Regions from separate parts of the Oryctolagus cuniculus genome. Here region 2 is linked to region 1. The links are chromatin contacts, called in public Micro-C maps. All regions are on one chromosome and are shown on one strand. The core of a region is the stretch at or near the end of the contact, and the rest is flanking DNA. Distances in the headings are between cores, read along the strand shown.

Region 1 (4,827 bases), core at 878-3,377:
AGCTGCGTGCAGCCGCCCTCCCTCCCCAGGGGGCCCATGCTCAGCCCCAGTTTCCGCTGAAGCCCCGGATGGCCCCGGGCCCACCCTCGCTCAGGGCTTCACTACCCAGCAGAGAAGTGGGGGCCGTTCTGGGCGGTGGACTCGGCTCTGGTCTGCCCCAGACTGCTCCTGCGGGGGTGGTCCCAGAGGCCAGGCAGGGCAGGTGCACTGGGACAGGGGGGTGGCGGGGGTCAGAGGAGCCCTTTCTGCCCCCTGCCCCACTGCCACCACTGGCAAGACCTCAGTGGTTGCCAAGAGTGAGTGGGGAAGGACATGGAGTTGGGGCACCACCCCGGGCAGTCTCGGCTTCTCACAAGCATTTGAGGGGGTCGGAGGTGAGGTCTCGGGCCCTTTCCTCCAGACCTGAGCCGGCGTCCCCAGATTAGGGCAAAAGCAGGTGGGACAGAGAGACCCCTGCAGGCCCTGGGGTTCCAGGGGGCTGGGACAGCACAGGCAAAACCCCAGGGAGCCCCACTGTCTCCGGCACGAGGGCACGGGCTGAGGCAGGCGGGCTCTGACCTACCTGGCACACGCTGCCCCCAGGCTGCGAGCGGGACCGCCTGTCCTTTGGTTTCTGCGAGACCCTGCGCCTGCTGGGCCGCTGCCAGCTGCCCACCATCCGCGCCCAGTGCTGCCGCTCGTGTCCCCCCACCGGCCGCGGCGTCCCGTCCCGAGGCCATCAGCGGGTGGCTCGCCGCTGACCCGCTCTACTGGACGCACAGACCGACGATGACAACGATGACGCACGGACCTCAGCGCCCCAGCAGGGCTGCGGCGGCCCCGGCCCCGCGGCCCAATGGTGCTAACCCCGCCGCGTGGGCAGGCTGGGGATCCCCTCAAGAAAGGGTATTTTTTTATTCTAACAGTTTGTGTAACAGTTATAATTTACATAAATCAGCACCTACTGTTCCGGAGCACGGCGTGGCTTCTGCGTGGATCCGGGGACCCTCAGCGGGAAGTGCCCCGCCCCCTCTCACCTCCAGGCCGGGTCTGCAGGGAGGCTCCGCCCCCACCTAACCCACATGGATGGCCTCGTGCCTCCTGCTCAGGCCCCCAGACGGCCCAGGCCCCCCACTCCCGGGTCCTGAGAGACCTGCGTGGGGATTCAGACACAGGTGCCCCCAAGCAGCAAGGCCCATCCTGTCACCATGGGGACAGTCCCCACCCCCGGGCGCAGGACCCCAGCTGGGCACCCTGGTCCCCTGTGGCACCCATCAACTCCTTCCAACTTGGTCCCCACTTGTCCCCTCTTCCATCTCCCTGGTGCTCAGGGAGGGGCTGGGGTGGGCGTGGTTCTCTCAGGGCAACCCCTCCCCCACTGCCCACCCGGTGCCCACCTCCTTCCCCGTTCCTGCAGTTCCGTGCCAGGGAACCTGACTGTGGTGCCCACGGCAGGGAGCTGGCGCGTGTGAGGTGCTTTGTGGCCTGTCCGGGGAGCGGGGTGCCTCCTAGCACTGCCGCCCCACCCTCACCCCCACCCCAGCTGGAGGGCCTTGGACTTGGCCCTTTGATCACAAGTCCCCCCCCCCAGGCCCTTTCTGCAAGTGGGGGACACTGAGGTTCAGACACCTACAGGCGATGCCTCCCACCTGCTCTTGTGGACCCTTGGGGTGGGGAGCCAGGGCAGGTGCTGGAAATCACTCCCTAGGACAGAGACCAAGGGCAAATGCCCTGGACACACAGGCCCAACTCAGGCCTTGAGCACCACCTTGGGCCCCTGACCGGGCAGGAGAGGGCCCGAGCAGCCCCTGCAGGTGGCTTTGAAGGCAGGCGGTCTGTCTGGGGACACTCAGGAAGGCGAGTCACCGAGGGCTGGCGAGAGCGGGCTGAGCACGCGGGCAGGGAAGTGGCAGCAGGGCCGGCCCAAGGAGGCCCTGGGGACCACGCTCCGAGTTAAGGGCTTTCCAGGGCTTAGTGCAAACTGCCTTTGGCAGTGACCCCTAGGGGGCTCCAGACCCACACGGGGCAGGGCAGGCATGGTGGCAGAGCCCTGTGGTCCTTGTCCCAGCTCTGCCCGTTGCCGTGTGCTGTGGGATCTCAGGAAGCTCCAGACACCGAGTCCGTGTCCCCGGGGCTCCGTGGGGCCGGGCCTGCTCCGTCTGGGGCTCCCGGAGCCGCCCTGCCCAACCCCTCTAAGACATTTGGTCTTAATCATCCCTGTTTTTCCAGTGACGGCTGGGGTGTCCCCAGCAGCAGCCCGGCAGGAGGCAAACAGGCTTGTGACTCAGGCTGGGCCTGGCCTGGGGGCAGAGGGCGGGGTGCTGCTGCACACACAGGCACCCCAACTCCCCGCCACGGCCCTTGAGCCCCCAGGGCCACCACCGCTGACCAAGGTAGCCCTTGCCAAGGCCCATGAGCAAACCCAGAGTGCGGGACGCCCGGCACGGCCAGGCCCCTCCCAAGGTGACCGCAACGGCATCTCAAGGCGCGGCGTTGTACAAATTAGTATTTTATTCTTGCTGTGGTTACCACCGCTCCAAAAGGTAACGTGTGCATCAGCGGCGAGGCCGCCACGTGGGAAAGGACAGAGTGGCCGGGCAGCGACCCCCCCAGCCTGCCCTGCGAGGACGCCCCATGGCAGGCCGGAGGCAGCGCCGCGCAGGGTGTGGGGGTGATGACACAGGCGTTTGGCCTCGTGTTTCCCTGACTTCCTCTGTCCACACAATGTAGAGACACCAGAACGGCTTCCCGCAGCGCCGGGCTGGGGCGAGCGGGGCCTCGCGCAGGAAGTCTGGCAGGCCCGCGGGAAACGGTGGCACCGGGCAAAGCGGCTGCGGGGGCCCCGGGCCTCACACACCCGTGCAGTAAGGACTTGCTATATAAAATAGATGTGCACGGTAGAGAAAAACCTTGATAAAATAGCCTATAAAAATAGAAACTGTAGTGAAAATATACACAAGTACTAACAGGGCCAATAAAAACCCCGTGGTCGCAGGAGCTGGCCGTCCCCACAGGGTGAGGGGGCCTCTGCTGGCCGGCACGGGCACAGGGCAAGCAGGCTGGGGCTACCCTGGGGCTTCCTGCCCGGGGGCGCCAGGCACAGCTGGCAAGGCCGCCCATGCAGGGCCACGGCTGGTGTTGGCACGGGTCCAGATGACAGCAGTGAGGCAGCCGCTGCCACCCAGGGCGCTGGCGGAGGTAGGGGGACCTCAGGGGCCCTCGAGGGGCGGGGGGGGTGGGTAGTGCTGGCTGCAAACCCTGGGGCCTGCAGCTCCGGGAGGAGGAGTCAGCTCGTCCCGCCCCCAGAGTGGGCCAGGCCCAGGGCTCCCAGGACTCCAGGCGCTGGTGCAGGAAGGCTCCCTGCAGGCCCCAGGGCGTCTCCTCCAGGTCTTCCCTGCTGTCCCACAAACCTGCTGCTTGGGGCTCCAGTCTCACCGCCCCAGCGGTAGTGCTCGCTCGTAAGATCCTTCAGGGCCGCGAGTGGACCCCAGGACGGCAGCTGATGCGCTGGGCCCACCCCCACCCTCCCCATGGTGACAGCCATCGTGTCGCCCCAGGGCAATGGGGGCGGCCAGGGGCCCCCAGCGTGTGGTCCCAGCAGCGAGACAGCCAGGCCCGCATCGCAGGGTCACCTCCCAAAGCAGCTGGGCCTCGGACAGCAGCCAACAGAAGAGCACGAGGAACCCCACTTCTGATTCCTGAGAAGGAACCATGGCTTTTGGCTTGTTAGAGACCAGCTCTCTCTACACAGAAAAAAAAAAAAAGCACTGAAGACAGGTGGGCGGAGCTCAGACAAGTGTGTCCCACACCAAACACCACAGGGAGGCTGCACCAGGATGGTGCCCCCTGCACACGGCTGCACACACTCCGCCACCACAGCCACGCGCTCTGGCTCGCAGAGCCGGCGTCCCCAGAGACACCAGAGTGCCCCCCGGCCCTGGGCCCTGACAGCCCCTCATCCCCACCCCACACCGGCTCTGTCTGAGACGGCTCACTCTGCGCTGCCCCCCGCCCCCCAGAGCCCCCAGAGAAGCTCCCTGTCCGCTCCACGGAGGCCGGCCTGGGGGCCTGTTCCGCGGTTCACCTGCCAGCCCAGCCCTCCTGTTCTTCCGCACCAGCGCCCAGCTGAGAGGCAGCGTTTCCCATGGTGCTGGCCGGGGCGGCCAGGCTGACCACTCGGGCTGGGGGCCCCCGTGGGCAAAGTCCAGCGACGGGCATGGCTGGCGGCGTGGGCTGGGGGCGGCCTCGGTCTTCCAAGGACGGCCCCTACACTCCCTGCACCTGCCCCGTGCAGCCGCCAAAACACACACGCCGTGCCCACTGCAGCGGGGAGAACGTGGGAGAGCCGGCAAGGTCGGGGTGCCGGGGGGCGGGCGCCACAAACGGACGCCCCCAACAGCCCGCTGGGAAGTGCCGAGGGCTCCCGGTCAGGCAGGGCGCGGCCGCACGTCACGGGGAGCGCTGGGCCCGGCCCGCGGGCGAGAGCAGCAGCGTCCGGGGCGGGCGGCGCTCAGGTGTCCTCCTCCTCGTCGCTGACCAGCTCGCCCTTGTCGGGGCTGCTGTCCCGCTCGCGCAGGAAGTCCTCCCGGATGGCCTCCAGCTCCGTCAGCTCCAGCCGCACCTTCTCCAGGTGGTAGGCGCGCCGGTTCCGGATCTGGCGCAGGGGGAAGGGGTTCAGGTCTCCAAAGGAGATGCTGATGAGCTTCCTGGAGGGACACAGGACGGACACGGGTCAGGGGCTCGGGGCACGCACCCACACGGCCCCTCCCGCAGCACGGCCCAGCCCGGGGCCTGGGGCGGGTGTGGGGAGGGCACCCGGGCAGGTGCTGAGTGCCTGCCCAGGGTCAG
Region 2 (4,827 bases), core at 822-3,321, 65 kb after region 1:
GTGAGCCGCGGTGCCGGCCACAGCACGTGCTCTTACAACCTGCAGCCCGACTCACATAACCTCCACCTGCGCTCAAACAGCACTGATACCCATGGATTTGTCCCGTGACTTTCTATTTCTTGCTCAGTCTGATGTCTGTGAGTCAGCCACACGGACACACACGGCTCTGGGTCCTTTCTGTTCGCTACTGCGTAATATTCCATTCTACAAACACAAACACACTGCGTATTTGACCAAAGGCACAGCCTGACCTTGCACGAGGCCGCCACGCAGGCCTAGGGTGCGTCAGCCGACTCCCACACCGTTTCAGAATGCCACAACCACCCAGAGATCCCTACAAAGAGGAAAGCAGGACAGAGGCGTGTGACCCGGCCATGCAGCTGAGCGCAGACCTGGGTGGCGAGTTCGAGTCTAAGGCTACAGCCACACTCCCCCACCCAGAGATCCCCACAAAGAGGAAAGCGGGACAGAGAGGCGCGTAACCCGGCCACGCAGCTGAGCGCAGACCTGAGTGGCGAGTTCGAGTCTGAGGCTACAGCCACACTCCCAACGGTAGGCCTGTGGCCGCTTACGCAGCTGCCTCTTCGCTCAGATTTTTTTTTTTTTTTTAAGAGAGCTCTCCAGTCATCTGACAGAATCTGAAACAGGACGCTCTGTTTTCTTTCTTAACAAACAATTCCACAGGAAATCCATCTGACTCAGGGCCGCTCCACATGTTCCAGGAGGAGTCCCTGGGACCGGCTGGGGTCAGCCCCACGTTTACACAATCGCTCTCCACGGAGGCCCGGGTGGAGCCGCCCGCCTCGGCACACACGGGCCGGCTGCACCCCTCCGGCCGGGACACGGGGGCCTCTACGAGCCAGACCCTGGCCGCACTGGCAGAAGCCGAGTGCCCTGAGCTCCAAGAAAGGTTTCGGGGAACAGCTCCAGCTGCTGCTGGCGCCCAGGGCTCCGGGAACAGTCCTGTGTACACAGGGCCAAGGTGCTGGCCGGCTCCGCTCTCCACTTGGCCGGCTCTGCGGCAGCCCAGCCCTGCCCCTCTGAGAAAGCCCAGCTCGCAACAAGGAAGAGAAGTGAGACAGAGGACCGAGGGTGGAGACTCACGGAACCCGCAGGGAGCCAGGCGGGGAGCGAGGCCGCAGGCACCCCGGCTGCTCCAGGGAGGCCCTGGAAGATGATGGGGTGCAGCCCCCTCGGGCGGGGCTCCCCAAGACGGGGGAGGCCTCGCACCCGTCCCTCGCGTCTCCAGACGTTCCCCCCACACTGCGCCTCTCTGCTGGAAGATTCTGGAAAACCCCAAATGAGCAAAGGCGGCACGAGAAGCAAACAGGCTCTGGCCACTTGCTGGGGTTGTGTCCCGGAGGAGGGGCCGGGGCTCACCCGGCGAGGGCCGGGACAGCTCGCTCTGTTCCTCGCACTGGGTGCGGGGCCACTCGGGGAGCTAGCTACCTGCAGTCCCCACACCCCCCTGGGAGGCAGCCAGCACGGCCACGCCCGCTGGACGGCCAAGCCTCCCGATAAAGGCGCCTGGGAGGGGTGGGGGCTTGCACGGGAGGTGGGGGAGGGGTCCGCAAGTCGCGGGTCTGGGGTGCGGGGCGCCCGGGATCGGAACCAGGCGGGTGCGGGGAGGAGAGGGGCAGGCGGGACGTGAGGGCGTGCGGCCGCGGCGCGCGTCCCCACCTTGAGCACCGTCACAGCTCCCGCGCTGTGCACCTGGAAGTGCGTGGGCGGCTCGGCGCCCGCCTCGCCCGCCTCGTCGGGGCCCTGGTAGCTGAAGCAGGCGTCGGCAATGTCCAGGTGGCCGAGAGGCAGCGCGTCCTGCGGGCTCTTGAAGTAGTAGAGGTAGCAGCGGCGCGCGTCGAACACGAACCAGCGGCTGCGGTAGCCACGCAGCGGGCCCTTGCCCGACAGCTTCTGCAGGTAGCCGCACAGCCGCGCCGGCTCCCGCCCACCGCCCGCGCCCGCGCCCTCGCCGCCCTCCTCTGCCCGGGCCCCGGCTCCGGGCCCCGGCATCGCCCGCCCGCGCGCCCACAGCCGGCGCCCGGGCCCCGCGCCTCGCGCCTCTGCGCCGCGCGCCGCCGCCGCTGCGCCCCCTCCCGTCGCCCCGCTCTCCGCACGGCCGCGGGCGCGCAAGGCGTCCTGGGACTTGTAGTCCCGCCCCCGCCCGCCCAGGCCCAGGCCCCGCCCCCGCCTCGGCCCAGGCCACGCCCCCGCCGCGCCCCGGGCGCTCTCCGAGGCTGGGGGCTGGGGCGCAGCGGCGCCCGGTTTCTCGGTGGGTGCGGGACGACAGGGGCTATGCGTTTCCCGACGCCCAGCTGCGCACCCGCGGAAGACGGCTCTGAGCTCCGTGTAAATTGCGCTTCGCTACAATCCCAGATTGTTCCATCTGTGCGCCCCTACCTGTTCCTGGTGTGAAAATGACAGCCGCCGGTGTCACGTTGCAGGGAGAAAGGCCACCACAGAAACACCTTGCCCAGAGCAAAAGGGTCACGGGAGCTACTTGGGTGAGAGGCCGAATCAGGCCAGTTTCGCGCCTTTGAAAACACACAGAGATGGAATTTTCTAAGCTGGACACCAAGTCACTCCCCAGATGCCCACAGCAGCTGGGGCTGGGCCAGGCCAAAGCCAGGAGCCCAGGGCTCCATCTGGGTCTACTACGTGGGTGGTAGGGACCCAGCACCTGACCCACCACCTGCTGCCCCCCGGGGTGCAGCTTGGCACGAATCTGGGTGCAGACCACATCTCCCGTGTGGGACGCCAGCATCCCGACCGCTGTGCCAAACGGTTGACTCACGTAAAAACATTTTTAGGATTAATGCCGTAATGTGACACTTCGTGAAATATACATTTTTATCAATTTTGGTTTCCTGGGTTTTGTTGGACCGCAAATATTCCATAGGCCCCTTGAAGGTTGGCTGGTGTGGGCTCTGAGCCTTTGTCTGAGGAACCCCCTGGCCTGGACCCTACCTGGCTCTGGCCAGGCCCAGAATGGGGTTCCCTGGGGAGGTTGCTCAGCCACAAGCCCAGGACCCCAGGGAGAGTGGAATTAGGTAGGGGCCTGCACTGTGGCGTAACGGGTAAAGCTACTGCCTGCGGTGCCGGCATCCCATATGGGCGCTTATTCTAGTCCCAGCTGCTCCACTTCCGATCCAGCTCTCTGCTGTGGCCTGGGAAAGCAGTGGAAGACGGCCCAAGTCCTTGGGCCCCTGAACCGGCGTGGGAGACCCGGAAGAAGCTCCTGGCTCCTGGCTTTGGATTGGCGCAGCTCCGGCTGTTGCGGCCATCTGGGGAGTGAACCAGCAGATGGAAGACCTCTCTCTGTCTCTACCTCTCTCTGTAGCTCTGTCTTTAAATAAATAAAATAAATCTTTAAAATCAATCAATCAATCAAAAAGGAAGTAGGGAGGCCTCAGAGCCAGTGGCAACCCCTTGGCAGGGGTCCCTGAGTCTCTGCCCAGCTGACCCAGCCGTGGGAAGTGACCCGAGCCTTCCAGGCCTCCCTGGGGGCTTCAGAATCAACCCCAACACCCTCGGGGCCCTCCCGACCTCCCCCAGGCCCCTCTGTTCTGCCAACCGTCTCAAGGTGAGCTGCAGGGGCTTTGCCCCGACTCAGCGCTCGCCCCATCTTGCAGTAGGCAAAGTGCTGAACAAACATAGCCTCAGTCTCCCCACCACCACCACTGCAAACCAGGTCCCCCCAAGCCTCCTACATGGAAATTCCAGAGCTGTCTCTCCTTTTAAGATTGTATTCATTTATCTGCAAGGCAGAGTGACAGAAGAAAGAGAGGGAGAAACAGTAAGAGAGGAGAGCTCTCCAACTGGCCACAACGGCCAGGGCTGGGCCAGGCCAAAGCCAGGAGCCAAGAACTCCACTGGGGTCTCCCATGGGTGGCAGAGGCCCGAGCACCTGGGCCACCTTCTGCTGCTTTCCCAAGCCATAGCAGGGCGCTGGGTGGGAACAGGGCAGCCGGGACTCAAGACCCAGTGCTCTGATGTGGGCTGCCTGCTGGCTTTGCAAGCCACTGATTAATCTGCTGCGCCACACGCCGGCCCCTCTTGCTGCCTTTCCTGTTGCCATAACTGAATACCACAGACCGAGCCCTTTGTAAACAGCCAAGGTTGGTCTGGATCCTGACTCTGAAGATGGAGACGTTCGGCGGCGGCAGCCACCTTCTTGCTGGTGGGGACTCTGCAGGGTCCCAAGGTGCGAGGGGCACCCCAGGGGACTGACGGTCCTGTCTCGGGTCTCCCCCTCCTGCTGTAAAGCCACAGTTTCCTGATCACCTCCCGAGGGGCCACCTCTAAGGGCCTTTAACACGTTTCAGCCTGTTTTGGACAAACACCCAGACCAGGGCAGACGCCGCGTTGACATCATCGTCCCCGAGGCCTCGTGGGTTAAACCCAAGGTCCTGTGGTCAGGGTCAGCTTCATGCATCCCAGATATGCCCCCTGCTTGTCAGCGATGGGTGTGCTTGGTGTCAGAGGGTCTGCCCCATGCCCTCAGAGGCACCCCTGCCCCCTCGAGTCTCCCAGGAACCCAGTGACCAGAGGAAGTGGCTGACCCAGGAGGAAGTGGCCACTGTTTACTGAAAAAGGGGAAATTTGGGCAATGAACCTGCTGCCACATGGCCTCTGGGCAAACCCCCTACAGAGCCAGTGACTCATTCCAGGTCAGTTTCCCCAGAAAGGGGTGGGTTGCATCCAGCTGCCCTGGTGTCTGTGGGGCCCAAGGAAGACAGTGCTGCCTGAGGAGGAAGACAGCTTGCGCGCCTGCGTGCTGTGCGCCCTCGGCTGTAGCGCCACCCTCTCTGGGCCATACAAGAGGAA

The links. Hi-C and Micro-C count contacts between places; a contact is called where the count stands out from the background.
Region 2: a contact with region 1 is called in a Micro-C map of ear pinna, with 4 times the contacts expected there. The contact joins the promoter of TBC1D2B here to the enhancer-like site in region 1. A contact is called at or near these places in 3 of 6 Hi-C or Micro-C datasets (ear pinna, psoas muscle and an unstated tissue).

What each region holds. Positions count from the first base shown.
Region 1 is chr12:105,923,389-105,928,215 of mOryCun1.1, forward strand. It overlaps ADAMTS7 (ADAM metallopeptidase with thrombospondin type 1 motif 7), which reads left to right. Exons shown (of 23, transcript XM_051834567.2): 23 at 583-953. The coding sequence ends at 740. It overlaps TBC1D2B (TBC1 domain family member 2B), which reads right to left. Exons shown (of 13, transcript XM_051834568.2): 13 at 2,473-4,685. The coding sequence ends at 4,490. Among named protein-coding and RNA genes, the nearest start is that of ADAMTS7, 41 kb to the left of the region's middle. Within about 2 kb of position 2,128, at least 3 of the 8 cell types and tissues checked have an H3K27ac peak or open chromatin away from gene starts, as enhancers often do. A contact at or near this core is called in ear pinna, where this site is marked.
Region 2 is chr12:105,988,475-105,993,301 of mOryCun1.1, forward strand. TBC1D2B (TBC1 domain family member 2B) reads right to left here and starts at 2,072. Exons shown (of 13, transcript XM_051834568.2): 1 at 1,681-2,072. The coding sequence starts at 2,013.